Linked DNA regions of Danio rerio: region 1 is linked to region 2. A link is a contact called in public Hi-C data. All regions are on one chromosome and are shown on one strand. The core of a region is the stretch at or near the end of the contact, and the rest is flanking DNA. Distances in the headings are between cores, read along the strand shown.

Region 1 (5,275 bases), core at 658-3,157, 92 kb after region 2:
GTCAACGCGAACGATTGAATGATTTCTCCCAGAGTCAGAGCTGTAAACTTGGTAAATGTGAAAGGCAACTTGTTGAATGGTATACTGTCTGGACACCTTACCAGAGTGATCTGAATGAAACAATTAAGCTCCAAACGAAACTAATTTTTATGAAGAACAACTTCACATGGCAAATGTCGTGTTTATTTAGTAATTCTCTTGCTTGATTTGTAAGTGCTGTTGAGCCAACTCACCCCTATAAGCTGCTCTAAGCTTTACAGTGGATTATTAAGACTTCTCCGGCGACGAGAATCCAAAAGTAATCGCAGATTAATGTGTATCCTGTTATCTGCAACTTTAATAAATGGTTTTGATTGTAGACCTAATGAGTTCGTCTACCCCTAGGTGCATTGGATGGGGGACTGTCAACTTGACCGTATCATGTCAAGGTCATTTCAGATTTCGTGTATAGTCATAATGCTTTAAATATATATTTACATTATCCTGATAAATATACATTTATATTATCCTGATATAAATGTACTAAATAAACTGTTGATGCTTCAGTATTTTCAGATTATAAATTTATTTAAAGCATTCTCAGTATTGCTAATATGACTATAAAATAAATCCCTAGATTTTTCGGTTTATTTCCAAACGCACTCCTTTAAGTGCTTTGGTTGATTTTTGTGCTCAGTTCGTGTGTAAATAAAGGTTCATATTTGCAGTGAACACGATATTCAGCCAATTAACTAATCCTGATGAACAAAGACGTCTCGTTACTTGTCTACGGGGCGCGAGATTAGTGCTTTTGTTTGCAGTTATTATTATGCCAACACCTGTAGAAAAGATAATGTTTAAATCTTGCCTTGGAGCAATGCCGTTTTTAAAATCGCTGAAAATGCATATATTAAAGCGACCTTTTTTTCTATTCTTTTTTGTATGAAACAAATACCCATTTAATCACTAATGATAAATCATTAGACATCAACGCCTTTCAACTGTACACATTAATCTTTAATGTAAGACAGTAGTGGTGTGCCCACTGGAGAGAAGGCCATTAAGCGCTAAGCCCCAGGATAAACAGACAATTAGGCCAAGTGAATTAACTTGTTTGTGGCATTAATTACACGCTTTGTGCAAACAAAAAGCCTTGTGAAAGAATGTTATTTGACTCAGGCCTAACAAGCCGATCTTGTTTCCTACTGACATTTTAACTCGCCTTTTAAACTGATAAAGAGGTTAAAAAAACTAATAATAATTTTGCCGAATACGCATTATGTTGCAGACTAAAACGCGTATCTAAACGTTTATGTAACAGATTGTACAAAGATATTAGATGTTTCATATAACAATATTGATATATATAATTTGTTATATTTGTCAATATAAGTTTGTTTAGGCCCACTATACATTTAAACTATGCGTTTTATTGGTAAATTGTTTTTTATTAAGAATTATTATGTTATGTAAATTATAATTTTCTTATTATAATATTTTTAAATCGCGTGCATGTGCAAATTAAATTGCATGTGCACAAACAACTGCCTTTTTCACCTATTTAAATAAACCATTACCTTACTCCATACGCTATATATTTGGTTAACAGTTAAACGATGTGTTATTTATTTGTTGGCTAGCGCTCAAACTTTCACACCCACTCGAGGAAGCAAATTCGCAGAAATACAGCAATATTCCACCTATTAATCCTCCTACCGTCGAGCGAACTGGCGCACCATTCGCCTGCTTGAAAACATCCCGCAGTGAGTGGCCAGTTCTGATTGGAGCGACGATAAAACCCTGCGCGCAAAGCAAATGTGTGGAAGGGCAGCGCGCACTGGCTAATGACGGGCAAGCTTGACAGTGATTGGCAGGGCTGCCATGACAACCACAGCACGACACCAGGAAGACCAATAGAAAAGCGAAACAAAATGTTTCACCGTTGCACTCTAAGTTGATTAAGGGTAGATATTCGCGCTCGGTGGCACTGCGGCGATAGCAGCGCAAACACGGCGTCGGGTTTTCCGTCTTTCCCCGTCGTTTTGTCTCTGTCCGGCGACTCCATGGTTTTCAGGTCTCCTTTAGAGCTTTATCCCTCACATCTTTTCCTGCCCAATTTCGCGGATCGCCCTCTGCTTCTGGCGGGCAGCATTCCCAGAGCGAGGTCCCCGGAGGACTTACCGATGTTTCAGCTGCCCACCCTAAACTTCTCGGCGGAACAGGTGGCCAGCGTGTGCGAGACGCTGGAGGAAACCGGGGACATCGAGAGGCTCGGACGTTTCCTTTGGTCGTTGCCCGTGGCACCCGGAGCCTGCGATGCCATCAACAAGCACGAGTCCATCCAGCGAGCCCGAGCGGTGGTCGCGTATCACACGGGAAGCTTCCGTGAATTATACCACATCCTGGAAACCCACAAGTTCACCAAAGACTCTCATGGAAAGCTGCAAGCGATGTGGCTGGAAGCGCACTACCAAGAAGCAGAGAAGCTGCGCGGCCGTCCCCTAGGACCCGTTGATAAATACCGGGTCCGCAAGAAGTTTCCTTTGCCACGGACCATCTGGGATGGCGAACAGAAGACGCACTGTTTCAAGGAACGAACTCGCGGTTTGTTGAGGGAGTGGTACCTACAGGACCCTTACCCCAATCCGAGCAAGAAAAGGGAACTGGCACAAGCCACTGGACTGACTCCCACTCAAGTGGGCAATTGGTTTAAAAATCGAAGACAGAGGGACAGGGCGGCAGCTGCCAAAAACAGGTCAGTTTAATTCATGACTTGAATTTAAATCAGGTAGGGAATAGAATAAATACTTTTATAGATATCAATGCAATGTTTAGATGCAAAGCGGCATTATTCTGCATGACTGTTGTGAAAAAATCATTGAGTACTGTTATTTATTTATTTCATTTAACAAAAGCAACAGTTTGTTTGTTTGGAAGAGCAATCATTTCTGAAACTGTAAAGCCTTGAACACGTTTTTACAGGCGTTTTTAATATAAAATTAAAAACAAATATGAAAAACAGATATTAATGCAGCAACAAAAAAAAAATATTCGGCAATGGTACTTGGAGCAATAGTTTTTGTTATGTTTTTTTAGAAATATATTTTTAATCTTCACATGTACATGGAGATGTCAAATATTAATATAATTTTAAACATTTTTAATATAACTACAATATAAGCATTCGGGTAGACTACTGTGTATATATATATATATATATATATATATATATATATATATATATATATATATATATATATATATTAATATATATATATATATATATATATATATATATATATATATATATATATATATATATATATATATATATGTATATATCTATGTATATTTTTTATAATAACGACAATACTACATTAAAAGTAATGTTAATATATATATATGAAATTAAACGTTTTAAAGTGTGTCAATGTTTTGTTCTCAAATAACAAAAAAAAAATTATATATTTTGATGTAGAGAAATTATAAGTTTATAAAATATATGGGCCTACGCTTGTATATAAATATGAATAATTTTACCATTGGCTTAAGCTAGTACCCTAACTGCAATTTTACTCCTCTAATTTAACAGATGTTTCAGGTTTATTATTAGTCACTTCAACCCGTCGAGCTCAAAGAAGATGCTACTACTTCAGTTTATCAAGTCTGTATAAATGATTACCACATTGCATAATTAACCCTTGTTATTAATTCTTGCTTTTAGGCTTCAGCATCACGGACTGGGCCAAAGCAGTCTGCGCTCCATGTCAGAATCGGGCTGCACACCGCACAGCTCGGCAGAATCCCCGTGCGCGGCCGCCAGTCCCACGACCAGCGTCTCCAGTATGAATGAACGAGGCGACGGTGGGACAATTCTCTCAGTTACAGACAGTGACTCTGATTTCGATGTATGATGCACCGTCGGACAAATATAAAACATTTTTTTGCCCAGAGAAAAATGAACTTGTGAAAATGTGGGCAACATGGGGGCCGGCCATTTTGCCAGCTTGTGTTCAACAAAAGGAGAAAAGCATGCTGTTTTTCCAGCGCTTCAACGGACTGACGCCCTAACCTTTTTATTTCCAAGGCCTATACACGACCATTTTGCATGTTCATTTGTGAATATTTTGCAATTTTAAAAGGCATTTATGAAGTGGAGTCCGAAAAGGTAGAACTCGATGCTCGATGAAATGAGTGAACCGGAGAGGCAATTTTATTATTTTGTGTTTATCAGACAATCGTTGAAGTCCAAAAGCACCTTTATTCCCCCTCGTCTTTTACTCGACTGGAGATGTTCATACTAATTTTATCTCAAGATTTATATTGAATTGTCCATGTCTGATTCAAAGTTTTCCTTAGGTCTAGGCTTGTCTAGATATGCTTGTATATGGTATCGCAATTACGCCACTCTCTTTCCTGCAAATTTCTTTATGTTGTGTCCATAAAGCGTGAGTAACTGTCTGTTAAGTGCTTGGAGATTTTAAGTGTCTATTCATTCTGCTCGTTTTTATACTGTAAATGGGTTAATGGCGCTGAAAACACAGTGTTATGGGTCACTTTTATGCAAATAAATATAATTTAATATAACGACTATCAGAGTATTATTTGTTTTTTTAATGACTTGGCATTGCGGATTTTGTCAGAAAAATATACAAGGGACAAAATTTGTTATTAATTTATTGGTCATTTTTATTTTCATTGAGTGATTTAATCATGTGTCCGTCTACTGAGCAAGAACAGAATTTATGTTAAAGAAAAAGCCGAATTTTCCTTTTAAGTTTTGTTTTTATGCTTTCTTTTGTTTCTTTATATCTTAACAATTCGCCAAATAATTCTTAATATTATTATTATTATTATTATTATTATTATTATTATCATCGACATGTTGCTCATTGACGCAAACGTGTTTTACAATAATACTTGGCTATTTTAATTTCCTGTTTTTTTTTTTTGTTTTGTTTTTTTGCCTTTTGTTCTGGCAGTATTCATGCTTGTTTTTATTTAATTTTATTTAAAATGTTATTTTAATTATTTGTTAAAATAGCCTACTTCTAACAGAACGCATAAAGACGCGCAGAACAATAATGCAACTACAAATGTCTGTAACTTACAGCTGGTTTATTTAGGCTGTTGTTAAAATCAATCAATAACCGAACTAACGGGGAAGAAAGATAATATTTTTGTTAACAAAATGCATGAATCCACCGTTAACAGTACGGAGTCAAAAACATAAATAAATACTAATGATCAAATATTTGCACCTTAAATCAACTATTTTTTACAGTCCAGAAATAAA
Region 2 (5,057 bases), core at 2,008-4,507:
CCTGCAAGAAAGCTTTCTTTGCCATTCCAGATGACTTTATTAATAAGTTATTTGAGTGACTGCAGAGATGTATGGATGCAGTCGTCCAAGCTCATGCGAGTCATACACAATACAAGACTTTTGGCTAACCAAAGTCAAACCTTGCTGTCCTAACTAAATAATTAAAAATCAAGCCACAATAATGTTTTATTTTGGTAAAATGCTTATTCCTAAATATTTCCCTTTACTATAAATGACTATAGTTTTATTTTTTAAATATGTAACAATTGGTTTTATTGGATTTTTTGCTTGTTTGTTTTTGTTGTTATATGCTATAAATTGTTTCTGTTTGGTACAGCATATTATTTGCAGTAAATAATTGAACTGAACAATTCTGCCTCATTGTTAGATCCTGTGTGTTTGTTTTCATCATGTGACCCTCCCCATGTGCTCTTTTGTTCTAGTTCCCGCCATTAGTTAATGTTCATCTGATCCACCTGTTTTTTTGCCCCTGTGTGTGATCAGTTCATCATCATCATCATCGTCTGTATTTATATCCCTTACTTTGGTTTAGTCATTGTCCGGTATTTTCTACGTTGATGCTAGCAGAGCACTGTCGTCTGAAGATAGTCCCCGGGGCAATCTCGCCGCCTGTGTGAAGTGGACACTGGCGAGGAATCGATCATCGTTCGTCAACTGTGCGGAGGAAGAACTCATCAGTGCCACTCCTTACCCAGTGACCAGCCCAACAATCATCTGCTGGGAGTGTGTGCCAGAGCCCATCGCAGACGGAGAGCCACTCGCGATATGTGAGCCATCGCCATCAAGAGCGTCAGAGAGGAACATTACCGAGCAGGAGGAGCTCAACCAGCCGGCCTCAGCTCTCCGACCCAACGGCTCAACGTTAGCTCTCTTCTCATCTCCTCCATGGACCGTCAGCCCACCAGCTCCACCTGGCTTACTTGTCCCCTCTGCTTCGTCTTGGTCAGTTGTCACTCTGCCTCCACCTCTGGACTTTGCTCCTCCGGTTGCGCCTCGTTCCTCCATCCTGCACCGTTGAGCTCCTCCTTCCCTCAAACTACGCCTCGGTCCTCTGTTGCTCTGGCTTCGCCGCGGGCTTCCAGACCTGTGTCGTCGCTTCGGTCGTGTGAGCCTTCCACTCCACCTCGGCCCTCCGGGACCTCAACATCACTTACGGCTCTCCGTCTCCTCCTTGGGCTCCACCCCCAGCTGCGGCATCTCCCATGATCAGCCACCTGGAGTTGACGACCACTTCTCTTCCATGGCTCCTCCCTCCATCGACTCCACCCTTGACCGTCCTCCTGACTGTGTCCTGAGTCCTGCACCTCCTGCTTCACCTCCCTTCCTACCTCTTCCCTCCTGTGACTCCTCCCTGGCCAACTCCTCCTTTCCACGTCCTCCAATTCATCTCCTGGCTTCTCCTTCCTAGATTCTTCCCTAACCACCTCCTCTCACCCTTTTGTTTTTCGATTAAGGCGCGAGGACACACTTTTTAAAGGGGTGGGTAATGCTAGATCCTGTGTTTGTTTTCATCATGTGACCCTCCCCATGTGCTCTTTTGTTCTAGTTCCCGCGATTAGTTAATGTTCATCTGTTCCACCTGTTTTTTTGCCCCAGTGTGTGATCAGTTCATCATCATCATCATCCTCTGTGTATTTATATCCCTTACTTTGGTTTAGTCATTGTCCCGTATTTTCTACGTTGATGCTAGCAGAGCACTGTCGTCTGAAGATAGTCCCCGGGGCAATCTCGCCGCCTATGTGAAGTGGACACTGGCGAGGAATCGATCATCATTCGTCACCTGTGCGGAGGAAGATCTCGTCAGTGCCACTCCTTACCCAGTGACCAGCCCAACAATCATCTGCTGGGAGTGTGTGCCAGAGCCCATCGCAGATGGAGAGCCACTCGCGATATGTGAGCCATCGCCATCAAGAGCGTCAGAGAGGAACATTACCAAGCAGGAGGAGCTCAACCAGCCGGCCTCAGCTCTCCGACCCAACGGCTCAACGTTAGCTCTCTTCTCATCTCCTCCATGGACCGTCAGCCCACCAGCTCCACCTGGCTTACTTCTTCCCTCTGCTCCGTCTTGGTCAGTTGTCACTCTGCCTCCACCTCTGGACTTTGCTCCTCCGGTTGCGCCTCATTCCTCCATCCTGCACCGTTGAGCTCCTCCTTCCCTCAAGCTATGCCTCGGTCCTCTGTTGCTCTGGCTTTGCCGCGGGCTTCCAGACCTGTGTCGTCACTTCGGTCGTGTGAGCCTTCCACTCCACCTCGGCCCTCCGGGACCTCAACGTCACTTATGGCTCTCCGTGTCCTCCTTGGGCTCCACCCCCAGCTGCGGCATCTCCCATGATCAGCCACCTGGAGTTGACGACCACTCCTCTTCCATGGCTCCTCCCTCCATCAACTCCACCCTTGACCGTCCTCCTGACTGTTTCTTTGACGGTTTAATGATCACTAAGATATGACTGACTTGGATTTAAGTAGCTTTGATTTAAAAATAAAATTTGTAAAATTAGCTTAGATGTAGCTAAGCTACTTTTGCGAAGTAGTTTTTAGCTTAGCTTGCTACATTTCTAGGGGGTAGGTTTTTGTGTAGTTAAGCTACATTTTAAGTAGAGTAGCTAATAGCTTAGCTCACTCTAATTTTTCCAAGTAGCTTGCCCAACAGTGGCAACTACCAATGATATTCAATTCTACGGTGTGTGTCTCATAGGCATGTTTATATCTCTTCAGAAGACTTGGATTAAACCACTGAATTTATAGGAGTATATTTATATGATATTTTCGTAGTCTTAGGTAAATATATAATGGAGTGACAGAAATCTCTCATTTGTGCTCTAAAGATTAACTTAAGTCTCATTGGTTTGGAACGATGTTTGGATGATGATGACAGAATAAACTGATTTTGTGGGGGGTGAAATTACCATTTAACTGTTTAAAAGTCTTTGATTTGTCAACCAACCTGTTAGTCATTTGACCTCGTGTCCTGCAGCCAGCTGAAGGAGAAGAAGCAAAAGGTCAGAGAGATAAAAATAGTTTTGATTCAGATCAACTGAAGCGTTTAATTTTGAAGGTGCCCTCGAGCCACTACCGTGAATGCTCTTAATCCACTTCTATAATGCACATTGCCCAATTGTGTATGTGCATTATCTGGATGCAATGTGCTTTCCTTTGGGCGGTCATTGTGAAACACAATGCAGAGTGTCTCCCGTGAGCCGTATGAATTTAGATGATGACAGCTGAGCATGGAGACAAGGCCATATATCTTATTTATGTGGTGGAGGGAAGGGTGGCAGCAGGACATGGGTGTCATATTGAGAGACTGTGATGATGATGAGGACTGTCAAAAGACTCTGCCAGCAGGATGTAACTTTTTCTGTTTGCAATTCAATGATTTGATTGTTGCCATCTTTCAAATTAAAGTTTAATTAAATTTACAAACCTTTTATAAACCACAAAAAGCTTGTTGTTTATGAGTTATACATTACAGAAAATTTTAATTAGTTAATTATTTTACATATATATATAGTTTTCACTTATTACAATTAATTTGTTAAACTTTGTTTTAAAAACCTCCCCTAACTGTAATCGTCATTTTAGAAGAAAATTAATAAAACTATATATATATATATATATATATATATATATATATATATATATATATATATATATATTTTTTTTTTTTTTTTTTTTTTTTAGTGAGTAAATAATTTTATTCAGTAGCCTAATAAAAGTAAATTGAGTGAAATTAGGTTTTAAAAAAAGTGCAAATGTTGTTACAACCTTGAATCAGAAGGATATTGTAGAAATAATATTGTAGTAATGATTACGGGGAAAAGCTGTTCTAATTCAAACTACATAACAGCTTTGTTAATATTATTATTATTATCATCATCACTATAACAATGATACATTAAATTGAACAAAAGGAATTATAAAATAGTTTTATGTATCCCTATGTAAATATATGTATTAAATTTTATTGAATTTATGTTCCACCTTTCTCATCTGCTCATCGTATTATATTTGTTTGTTTTTTGTTTCATATTTAGCCTTCAAAGATTGAATAATGATAATAGTGCTGGATTATTTATATCCTAAATAAAAGTTTGTTTTGACATAATACGTGTGTGCATTGTATAGCTTATATTTATTATGTACATGTAATACAATCTATACACAGCAATTTTGTTACACAGAAAATAACATATACATATATATATATATATATATATATATATATATATATATATATATATATATATATATATAAACATCTCACATATATTATATCTGAATATAAATAAATCTTTTCTTATATGTATGCCTTGTACGTATTTATATTGACATAATAAATATACACATATATTATGTCAAAACCAAATTTTTGAATCGACTATTTGCGATTAATCTTTTTCCAGGGCCGTGTGAGTGTTTATTTACAAATGTGCATTTAAACTGTTATGCAGTTTAATATAATGTAATGAGATTAGAATTTTATTTTTTAAATGCTAGTTTATTATCATCCATCATAAAAAAAATAAAAAAAAATATTGAGAATCTGTTCAAACGAACTAGCAAATAACAAACTGGCCAGCTAATTTCCTCAGGCAGAAGTTGTCCATTTAAATAATAAACACTAAATAATAATAATAATAACAATAATAATAATAATAATGATAATAATAATAATAATAATAATAATAATAAAGGCAATTTAGAATGTGAGTAGCCTATCGAATTTAATAGGGAATGTGTTAAGCGTACATGCTCTGCCGTTTATTGTTTAACGCAATATAGCAGACAACAGCTACAATCACAACTCAGTTATTTTTAAAAGTGAAATAAGTAACACAAGCAGATTAATAACTATTTATAGCCTACGTAAACGACGCTATTGCAACATCACTTAGGCCTCTGTCTGGACAAATATCTCTATTTCCTCAATTGGATTGTCCACAGTAAGCAGTGTTAATTGCACTTACCAATAGCCTGTGGGTGTCACGGGGATTATCGACCCGAATCATATTAGCGAAGCTTCCCAATGATCAGGA

Evidence for each region. Hi-C and Micro-C count contacts between places; a contact is called where the count stands out from the background.
Region 1: a Hi-C map of embryo shows a contact between it and region 2, with 3 times the contacts expected there. The contact joins the promoter of six3b here to the enhancer-like site in region 2. A contact is called at or near these places in 7 of 18 Hi-C or Micro-C datasets (caudal fin, embryo, hematopoietic stem cells and 1 more) and 1 of 4 datasets of contacts at active chromatin or transcription factors (embryo).

The regions. Positions count from the first base shown.
Region 1 is chr12:27,387,181-27,392,455 of GRCz12tu, forward strand. six3b (SIX homeobox 3b) reads left to right here and starts at 1,908. Exons shown (of 2, transcript NM_131363.1): 1 at 1,908-2,734; 2 at 3,704-4,570. The coding sequence starts at 2,043. The coding sequence ends at 3,893.
Region 2 is chr12:27,294,329-27,299,385 of GRCz12tu, forward strand. No RefSeq gene overlaps it. Among named protein-coding and RNA genes, the nearest start is that of ppm1bb, 76 kb to the left of the region's middle. Within about 2 kb of position 3,258, at least 3 of the 62 cell types and tissues checked have an H3K27ac peak or open chromatin away from gene starts, as enhancers often do.